Regions from separate parts of the Mus musculus genome. Here region 1 is linked to region 2. Evidence: chromatin contacts called from public HiChIP or PLAC-seq data. All regions are on one chromosome and are shown on one strand. Each heading gives the region's core, a stretch centred on a gene start, on an enhancer-like site or on the middle of the called end of the contact. The rest is flanking DNA. Distances are from core to core; before and after follow the strand shown.

Region 1 (4,217 bases), core at 1,466-3,965, 680 kb before region 2:
TTAGAGAGGGCATGAAGAACATGGAAGGAGTTGATGGTGGGAAAGAGAGGTGTAGATATTATTTGAATGTAGCATATTCATGTGTGAAATTAATTATTTAATTAATTAAATTTAAAAATTAAGATAACATGTTGTTTTTGTTGTTGTTATTGTTTTAGTTTTCTTTTGTTTTTCGAGACAAAAATTCTCTGTATAGCCCTGGCTGTCCTGGGACTCACATTTTGCCTAAATCCACCTGCCTCTGCCTCCTGAGTGCTGGGATCAAAGGCATGCCACCTTTGCCGTGCTAAGATAAAATGTTTTAAGTAGGTAAAATTAAAGATGAATTATCTTGCTGGGCATGGTGGCACACGCCTTTAATCCCAGCACTCAGGAGGCAGAGGCAGGTGGATTTCTGAGTTCGAGGCCAGCCTGGTCTACAAAGTGAGTTCCAGGACAGCCAGGGCTATACAGAGAAACCCTGTCTCGAAACCACGCCCCCCCAAAATAAAAATAAAATAAAATAAAATAAAGATGAATTACCTTAAAGTATAAGTTTAAAATTGGTAAGTAAAAATAAAAAAGAGCAATTGTGCATACAAACAGTCATGTTACTAAGTGCCGTCAGCATTGCAGTCTCTTGCCTACCACTGTGTGAATTTCAGAGCTGAGTGCCTCTGGACTTTTCATCTGTCTCTAGACACCAGTTTGGCCCAATAAAGGGTATGTAGTCCCTTTTTAAGTGTCTAAGTAAATATGTAATTTCTCAGGCCACAGCCAACAGGGATTACCCTCAGCATATTTTTCATGAGATAAGTTGTATAATTATCTTTTCAAAGGAACTTGGATAATAATAAAATAGATTTTGAACCACAAACAATGATGAATAAGAAAGAGTTAAAAAGTAACACAATATGCATATTAATTATATAATAAGACATGTGCTACTTTTAACTTTCACATTCTTGGCTATCTACATTTTTGATTATTTTATTATAAGCCTCTATTTTATAATGGCTTCACTGAAGATAAAAAAGGAAAAAAATTCTATCAGAGTGGCTTAGAATTTGTGTATTGTTAGCAAAATAACAAAAATGTCATCACAAGTTCACCATGATTTATAATGTCTGTAAGTTTTTATTATTGGCAAACTTTTGAAAACTTCTGTCAAATTTCTTTGACAAAATGAACAGCATGTCAGGACACTAAGCTCTTGTGACATGATTAATATTAAACACTCTGAATTTGAGGGTTTGTAAATTGTTCTGATATCAGTGTCTTTCATGGGGAGGGGTCCATGACTGAAGAAAACCAAAATGAGCTCAGCAACATTCATCACTGCTCTCTGTAACAGGACTGCTGTCACCACGTGACCGGATGCTCCTAGGCTGTTCTTCCCTGATTGGCAGGCTCTCTGTTTGGGAACTGTGAGCAGAAATACACCTTTCCAAAAAAAAAAAAAAAAGAAAGAAATACACCTATCCTTCCCTTAGCAGCTTTCTCTGGCATCTTGTCACATCCACAAGACACGCAACTACTACAATGAGTTACTGGCAGTTGAATTCCTACACATTTAATGAAATAGAAAACAAGCCATCCGAAAACGCCGTTCTGTATAGACTTTGGATATTAGACCATCAGCTTGAGTATCGCACTCCTGACAGTTTATGGCTTTAAGAAAGTGTTTAAGTGCTCTATGCTCAGTTAACTCATCTATATGCTTGAGCTACAACAGCTTACCAAACCCCACACTATCTAACATTCGTAGCCCAATTTGTACTATTTTCAAGCTGAAATCTGTCCTTACCATGTACAGGAACAACTAAAAATTGTGCTATATTCAAATAATTGAATATTACATAGAATGACAAATGAACAGTTAGGAGCCATGTCCAACAAACACAGTTCTACGTAAATACAGGAGTAAATTACATAAAGTACAGGTAAATACAGTCCATGTTCTTAGAAACACTGACAGTGGGTGGAAGGAAACCTGGAGGGCACAGAGGGTACCAAGGTTATTAGGTTGGGAGTTGAATATCTGCCTCAGTTCTGCATCAATTCAGCATGCTGCTGACACTTTTTTTCCACCTCTATATTTCTTACTATAAAATACCTCAATGACAAGTTAGAAAATTAGCATTTCAAGTTGATGGGTTTTTTTTACTTATTTTTTTCCTTTTTCTATTGGATATTTTCTTTATTTACATTTCAAATGCTATCCCAAAAGTCCCCTATACCCTCCCTCCCCACCCCAGCCCTGCTTCCCTACCCACTCACTCCCACTTCTTGGCCCTGGCTTTCCCCTGTACTGGGGCATATAAAGTTTGCTAGACCAAGGTCCTCACAGACCAGTTGCTTCACACATATAAAAAGAATTTCTTGGGAGATTCAATTCATTAATTTTAGAAAACCAATCCCATAATCAACATCCATTAGCATGACAATCTTTTCAACATTTCTGTATTATGTATGCATGGGTGTTGGTCCTGAAAACACTGCCTAACTGAAGTTCTCTCAATGATTTTTAAATGTGCCTTCATGCTTTCTGTTCTGTGGTTTGTCCACAGTAGAACACAATTTAAAGGATTATGAAATCCAGCCCTTGCTCACATTTCCAGAAATGTGAACTTGTTTCCAAGCAAAACAAGCTGTGATTTACAAGAACAATCCAGCAGGTCACTGACAGGGCATAGTAACAACAAGAGATAAAACGCCCATGCTGCTGGACTTGTGGTCTACTATTTTAGTTTACTTTGCAGAAGTTGCTCATGGGCGGAGCAATCCTGATTTCCTAAACTGACTTTCAACTTCCCTTTGAAGCAAGTCTTTCCCTGCTGTGACCACAGTTCATAGCAGAGAGGAACTGGATGGTACAGCACAGATTTCTCTTGGAGTCAGTTGGTCCCAGAAAGATCCAAATTATGAGACTGTCAGCAAGAATTATTTGGCTTATATTATGGACTGTTTGTGCAGCAGAAGGTAAGCTGGAAACATTCTTTTCTCCTTCTTGCTGAGCCAAATTATAAAACATTTGCAGAAAATGTTTCTCACAGCAATCATTCAAATTATGTCTGGAAAATATATGTAATTACTAGTCTGTTACTTAGTGGATTTGGGTGGTAAGTTTAAAAACTGTAAACTGTTCATTTGACTATTGTAGTTGATAATTTGGCGAAATGTAAAACTCGAGACAGTGCTTTAAACAACCATTTGCAATCTATAATTGGGCATAGTCATTCAACTTTTAGTTATCATGATACAGGCTCCTGTTTTGTTCATGAGTGTCCCTGAAATATTTTATGTAAAACTAGTAAGAAATATGTAAACATCCAAACTTAATGAAAGCATTCACTTTTATTTTAATGAGTGGATTTATTTCAGGCATATTTCTAACCCTTCATAAATACATCATTTTACTGATACTGCCATGGCTTTAAAAGTTTTGTTCATAAGAACTGCAAGCATGAGATAAAATGATTATAAAATTTGACAGATAATCTGTACACAGTATTGGAAGGATCTGATTTGTTCCTGGTTTTGTTTTCTGAGAGTACATGTGAGGCATATTTGCTTCTGAAAGCCATTTTGAGGTAGGTAATATGAGTGTTGGAGTTCTTCTTTCATGGCAGTAACAGAAATTCCGACTTTATTATTCACTTAAATTCTACCAAAAATTGCTTAGTTTATCCATCGAAAGAGTTTACTCTGCTAATTTATGATAGGCAACTAGTTATGTGAAAAAACAATTAATTAACTCTTCTTTGTGTTTTGATTGTTTAAGATAGGGTGTCACTACACCCTTGGACTCACTGTAGTCCTCCTGACAGCCTCCCATGGGCTGAGGTTACAGGTGGGAGTGACTGCCATCCCTGACTTTTTATTTCAAGTGAATGACATAACTTTAATAATTTCCTTAAATGTTTCTCTTAGCTAATGCTTTGTAACTTGAGGCTTTGCTGTAGCCTCTTCACTAAAGAATTCTAACAACCTCTGACTGAATATTTACCAAATCTGGGAAGAAGAATAGATACAGATTCTTAGTTATATCTTTTTGTAAAATTCTAAAAAAATATTTAAGGGTATTTAATACTTTTTGAAAGAGTAAACTTTTTAAATCATATTTTCTAATATTATTCCTTATATTTTAGCTTTTGAATCTTATATTTAAGATTAAGGCAGTCATTTCCTTGTGTATGAAAATATAAGTATTGCTAAAATGAAATATTGACCAGTAA
Region 2 (4,469 bases), core at 888-3,387:
CATGGGGAAGTAAAAGCTTTTAAACGTATAATAATATTGGGCAATCCTTCCATTTTCCACGGTAGGAAAATCACACTGTTTCTCTGAAATGAGGAAAACTCAAGCTGAAAACAGAAAAACATTCAAAAACCCATAAAACTCATGAGGAAACAACATTTCTAAAAGGTTGAGGGGGTTTTGTTGCTTTTTTTGTTTTGGTTTTGGTTTTTGGTTTTGTTTGTTTTTGTTTTTTGTTTCGGCAGATCTTTCAGTTTGCACTTACTTTCATAACCTAAGTTTAGAAGTGATACTGTCTCAGTCTAAATATCTAATATAATGCCCACTGCTCTTTATATAAACTGGCAATTCGGAACAGCTGTGTTACTCAGAGTAACTGACCGGTGACTTCTTGGAAGCTTGTCCTTGCTTTGTAGAACACTCTCATAGATACACCATGTCATCCCACATGCAATTTTAACACTTCTGAAAGTTACACTGGTAAGAGTAAAAATAAAAATGAATGCTTACTTTGCTTTAATAATAGGGTTTATTTAATCTAATATGTTAAAGTGTTCTATATTCTTTGTTCACACTTTTTAAATCCAGCAGGCCTTCCATTCACAGATCAGCTCTGCTTGGATCAACTGTTTCAGTGCTCAGTAACCATGCAGTTGATACTCTGTATTGGCAGGGAGTTGACTCCAAGGCTCCCCATAGATGCCAAAACCCATGGATGATCAAATCTTTTACATTCAGCGATTAAAATTTTGCATATAGCTTACACACCTCCACTAGTTTAGACTAGTGGTTCACAACCTTCCTAATACTGTGACCCTTTCATACATACAGTTAATGTTGTTATGATCCCTTTACCATAAAATTATTTTGTTACTTCCTAAGTATAGTTTTGCTACTGTCGTGAATCATAATGTAAATATTTGATATACAGGACATCCGATACATGACTCCAAAGGGGTCATAGCTCACAGGTTGTGAACCACTAGTTTAGACAATCTTCCAATAGAGTGGGCTTGATAGACGCCTATAATTTCAAATCATTTTCAAAAGGGTAATAATGAATGAAAGAACCTAGTTGCATATAAGCCATGTGACTTGTTTGAGGAGGCAAAGTGTCCCATGGTAATGAAGTCAGAATGGTTACCTCCATGTTCTGCTGCCTTAGAAAGAAAATAATGATAATGTCAGCCAGAGCTGAGAAAAACAAGACAAAATTATAGTCACCACACCATTGTCAGCATCTAGTGAAACACACACAGTCAAGTTCCCAAACATTCTAGTATTTCCCATGCATAATCACACGTTTACCATGGTAAGACCCAAAGTAGCTGCTATGGAGGACAGTGATGGCCACAAGGGCCACTGCTCTGGAAAGAAGAGACAACACCAACCAATGGGCTCACTGTCCTGGCTGATACATCAAATCTGTAGTGTTGATATCTCTGGACAATTTGATTTATAGCATTATTTTGACAGACTCATATCTCTCACTGTCTCCCAATATCCCTGTTTCTATAATCAACAATATTGGCATCAAAATAATCCCTATGTAATAACTCCAAAGAAAATAGAATCATGAGGAGAAACCTTGCTAGTGATTTTGTTCTTTTTCAAATTTCCCACATTATATTCTCTCCTCTTAAAAAGAGGAGAGAACTAAACTTATGCAAGTGTTACTATTATGCATAGATCCTTGCCTAAAATTATAATTAAGGCAAATATGTGACTTTCAAATTGACCAGATTACCAGCATTATCAGCATTAATTTGGCGAATAACTAATAAACCAGAAAACACTTTAAAGTAGTTAGACCCTGGCTCCCCGTGCTCCCAAATCTAGAGAAATAAAGGATTCCAAAGAAACATTATCAAGATGTTTAAACAAGTTACTTTTATGTAAAGCATGCATTACAAAACTGGCATGTGAAAGTGAAATATTAGGTCAAAATTCAAGAACTATGATACTTAGATGACACTTAGACTCTCTCTTCTCTATATGTATTTTAGAGAATAAAGAGTAATAAAAGAATTTTACCTTCTGCATAGAGTTCTCCTGAGAGGATTAATAAAAGAATAAATGGCAAGTGTCTCAGCGTCATCATCAGTGTGTCTCATGAAGATTTTTACAGCTCTAAAGCACCCAGGATCTCATTACTAAATACTCAATACTTCTCTTGACAAAACAAGTTAATAATTACAATGTCTGTCTAAGTACCTTTGGAACGAGGTAACATTTTACTTAAACTAGTCTCAAATAATTGAAAATATTGTGCCAGTATTAGCTGACAATAATTTTCTGAGTTTAATAAGAACATATGAGGCAACATAGGCAAAAAAATGACAGCAGCATAAATAATGAATACAGGCCAAATACGGAAGGGTATATTTCAAGTCAGAGTCACAACTATTTATTCCTAGGGCAAAGTCTACCTGCTCGCTGCTGTTTACAAGCTTTGAACTGAGCAAAGATGAACTTAGAGAGCATGAGGCAGTGGACACTTGATATGAAAATACATTGTTTGGCCTGTAGTCTCCCAAATTATAAATGATCTTCTCTTAAAGTATGACAGCAAATTATAAAAGCAGTAAGGCACAATATGTGCTGTATTTGGGTATTACAGTATTACTCACTTATGAGAAAGTTTTGAATGACCACTATGGACAAGTTATAAAGACCCTGTCTCCACAGCCTAAACACTTTCCTGACCTAGCCAACTCAGTCAGTCTTCAAGGTCTCAAGTGAGGGAGAGAGGATTGAAAAAGAAAAACAGCTAGACAAAATTATAGCGCGACTCCAACCTGTACTGAGGCTGAGGCAGGTTTATTTTTCTCCAGCCTGCTTTTATACCTTTCTAGCAACATTCAAAAAACATGGTCGGTTCTTAGATCAAAGACAAAGTAATCAAGCAAAGTAGTAAACAAGGAGATCACACAAGAAAGCAGTCAAGCAAAGTAGTAAGCAAAGAGATCACACAAGATAATAATTAAGTAAAGCCCCACGGTCCGTGTTTCTAATATTCTTATCTGAGCCTACTTCTTGTCCCAGCCCAGTGACAAATGTCAAGTTCTTAGAAGCTGCACCAAAAGCTCTCAACTCTTTTCACCTAGGCTTCACCTCTGAAAACTATTGTGTTACAGAACTTTGGGTCCTACATGTGATTATTCGGAATATATATTCAAAGCATAGCAGTGCCCAGTATTAAACTGCTGCCCCAACCTTCTGGTCTTTGCTGTGGTATATTGATTAGGTTCCTTATTTAACATATCTTTGTATCTCAAGAGCAAGTCCTAGTTGGTGGTATACACTCCATTCAGTGCTCTCCTGCGTTTACTAATTTCCTGTTTGTGCTGGTGTCTGTTCATCAGGAATAGCCTTGTCCGGCTTTGGTATCCTGTGATGCTGGCTTTACTGAAGGAGTCTGGAAACTTCTTTGCTTCTTTCTGGACACAATGAAAGCAAGGTGGTTCTAGTTGATCTCAAAATATTTGGGAGAAACCGCCATCTAGAAAAGGTCTTTAGATTTTCTGTTCTTAATTTCTTGTTCAGTTTAAGTCTGTTCTAATTTGTCTAATTTTTGTTTTGTTTTGTTTTTTTCTGATTCAGTCTTGACAGGTATTTTAGTTCTTTGTGTCTTCGCTATGACTGATTCTCAGCACTCAAAGAAAATGTGTTTCTTAAGTTCACAGTTCTGAAAGCCCAAAGGCACTGCTATTTTGATTTAAATTTTGTTTCTCTCCTTCACTCACACTTCCTCTCCACTGAGAAACATTTGAATGGAATGTTTTTGCTTCCCTCTTTATCAGCCTGTTCCTATCTTTAAAACAATGTTAGACAATAGGCAGGATAGTTGTCTTTTTTTTTTTAAATACATTTGTAGTGGTTTGAATAAGCTTGTCCCAGGGAGTGGCACTATTAGGAGGTGTGGCCTTGTTGGAGGAAGTGTGTCAATATGGAGGGTGGCAATGAGACCCTCCTCCTAACAACATTGAAACCAATTGTATAGAACCCTTCAGATGAAGTTGTCAAACTCTCAGCTCCTCCTGCACCATACCTGCCTGGATGCTACCCTGCTACTGCCTTGATGACAATGGACTGAACCTTTGAAACTGTAGCCAGCATTAGTTAAAGGTTGTCCTTATAAGAGCTGTCTTGGTCACGGTGACTTTTTACAACAATGGAAACCCTAACTAAGACAATACTTACCTCTTCCATTATACACATTATATACACAAAGTCCAGAAGAGGGTCCCTGGAACTGTACTTACAGATGGCTAAGAATGGGTATTGTAAAACAAAGCCAGGTCCTCATCGAAGGTAGCAAATGCTCTTATCTGTTGACTCATCTTCTCCAGCCCCTACTCTATTGTTTTTAAAATCTAGGATTTTTGTCCATTTTCATTTAAAATTATTGAAAGGCATAAATTGCCATTGTGATGGGTAGAACTAAAAATGATTATACTGAAGTTCTTGGT

The links. HiChIP or PLAC-seq counts read pairs in DNA pulled down with a chosen protein or histone mark.
Region 1: an H3K27ac HiChIP or PLAC-seq map of embryonic stem cells shows a contact between it and region 2, with 3 times the contacts expected there. The contact joins the promoter of Cfh here to the promoter of F13b in region 2. A contact is called at or near these places in 5 of 39 promoter capture datasets (the 3T3-L1 cell line, cranial neural crest, embryonic stem cells and 2 more), 1 of 15 datasets of contacts at CTCF or cohesin (large pre-B cells) and 4 of 115 datasets of contacts at active chromatin or transcription factors (all in embryonic stem cells).

What each region holds. Positions count from the first base shown.
Region 1 is chr1:140,181,909-140,186,125 of GRCm38.p6, reverse strand. It overlaps Cfh (complement component factor h), which reads left to right and starts at 2,715. Exons shown (of 22, transcript NM_009888.3): 1 at 2,715-2,961. The coding sequence starts at 2,850.
Region 2 is chr1:139,499,375-139,503,843 of GRCm38.p6, reverse strand. F13b (coagulation factor XIII, beta subunit) reads right to left here and starts at 2,137. Exons shown (of 12, transcript NM_031164.2): 1 at 2,032-2,137; 2 at 1-83. The coding sequence starts at 2,098.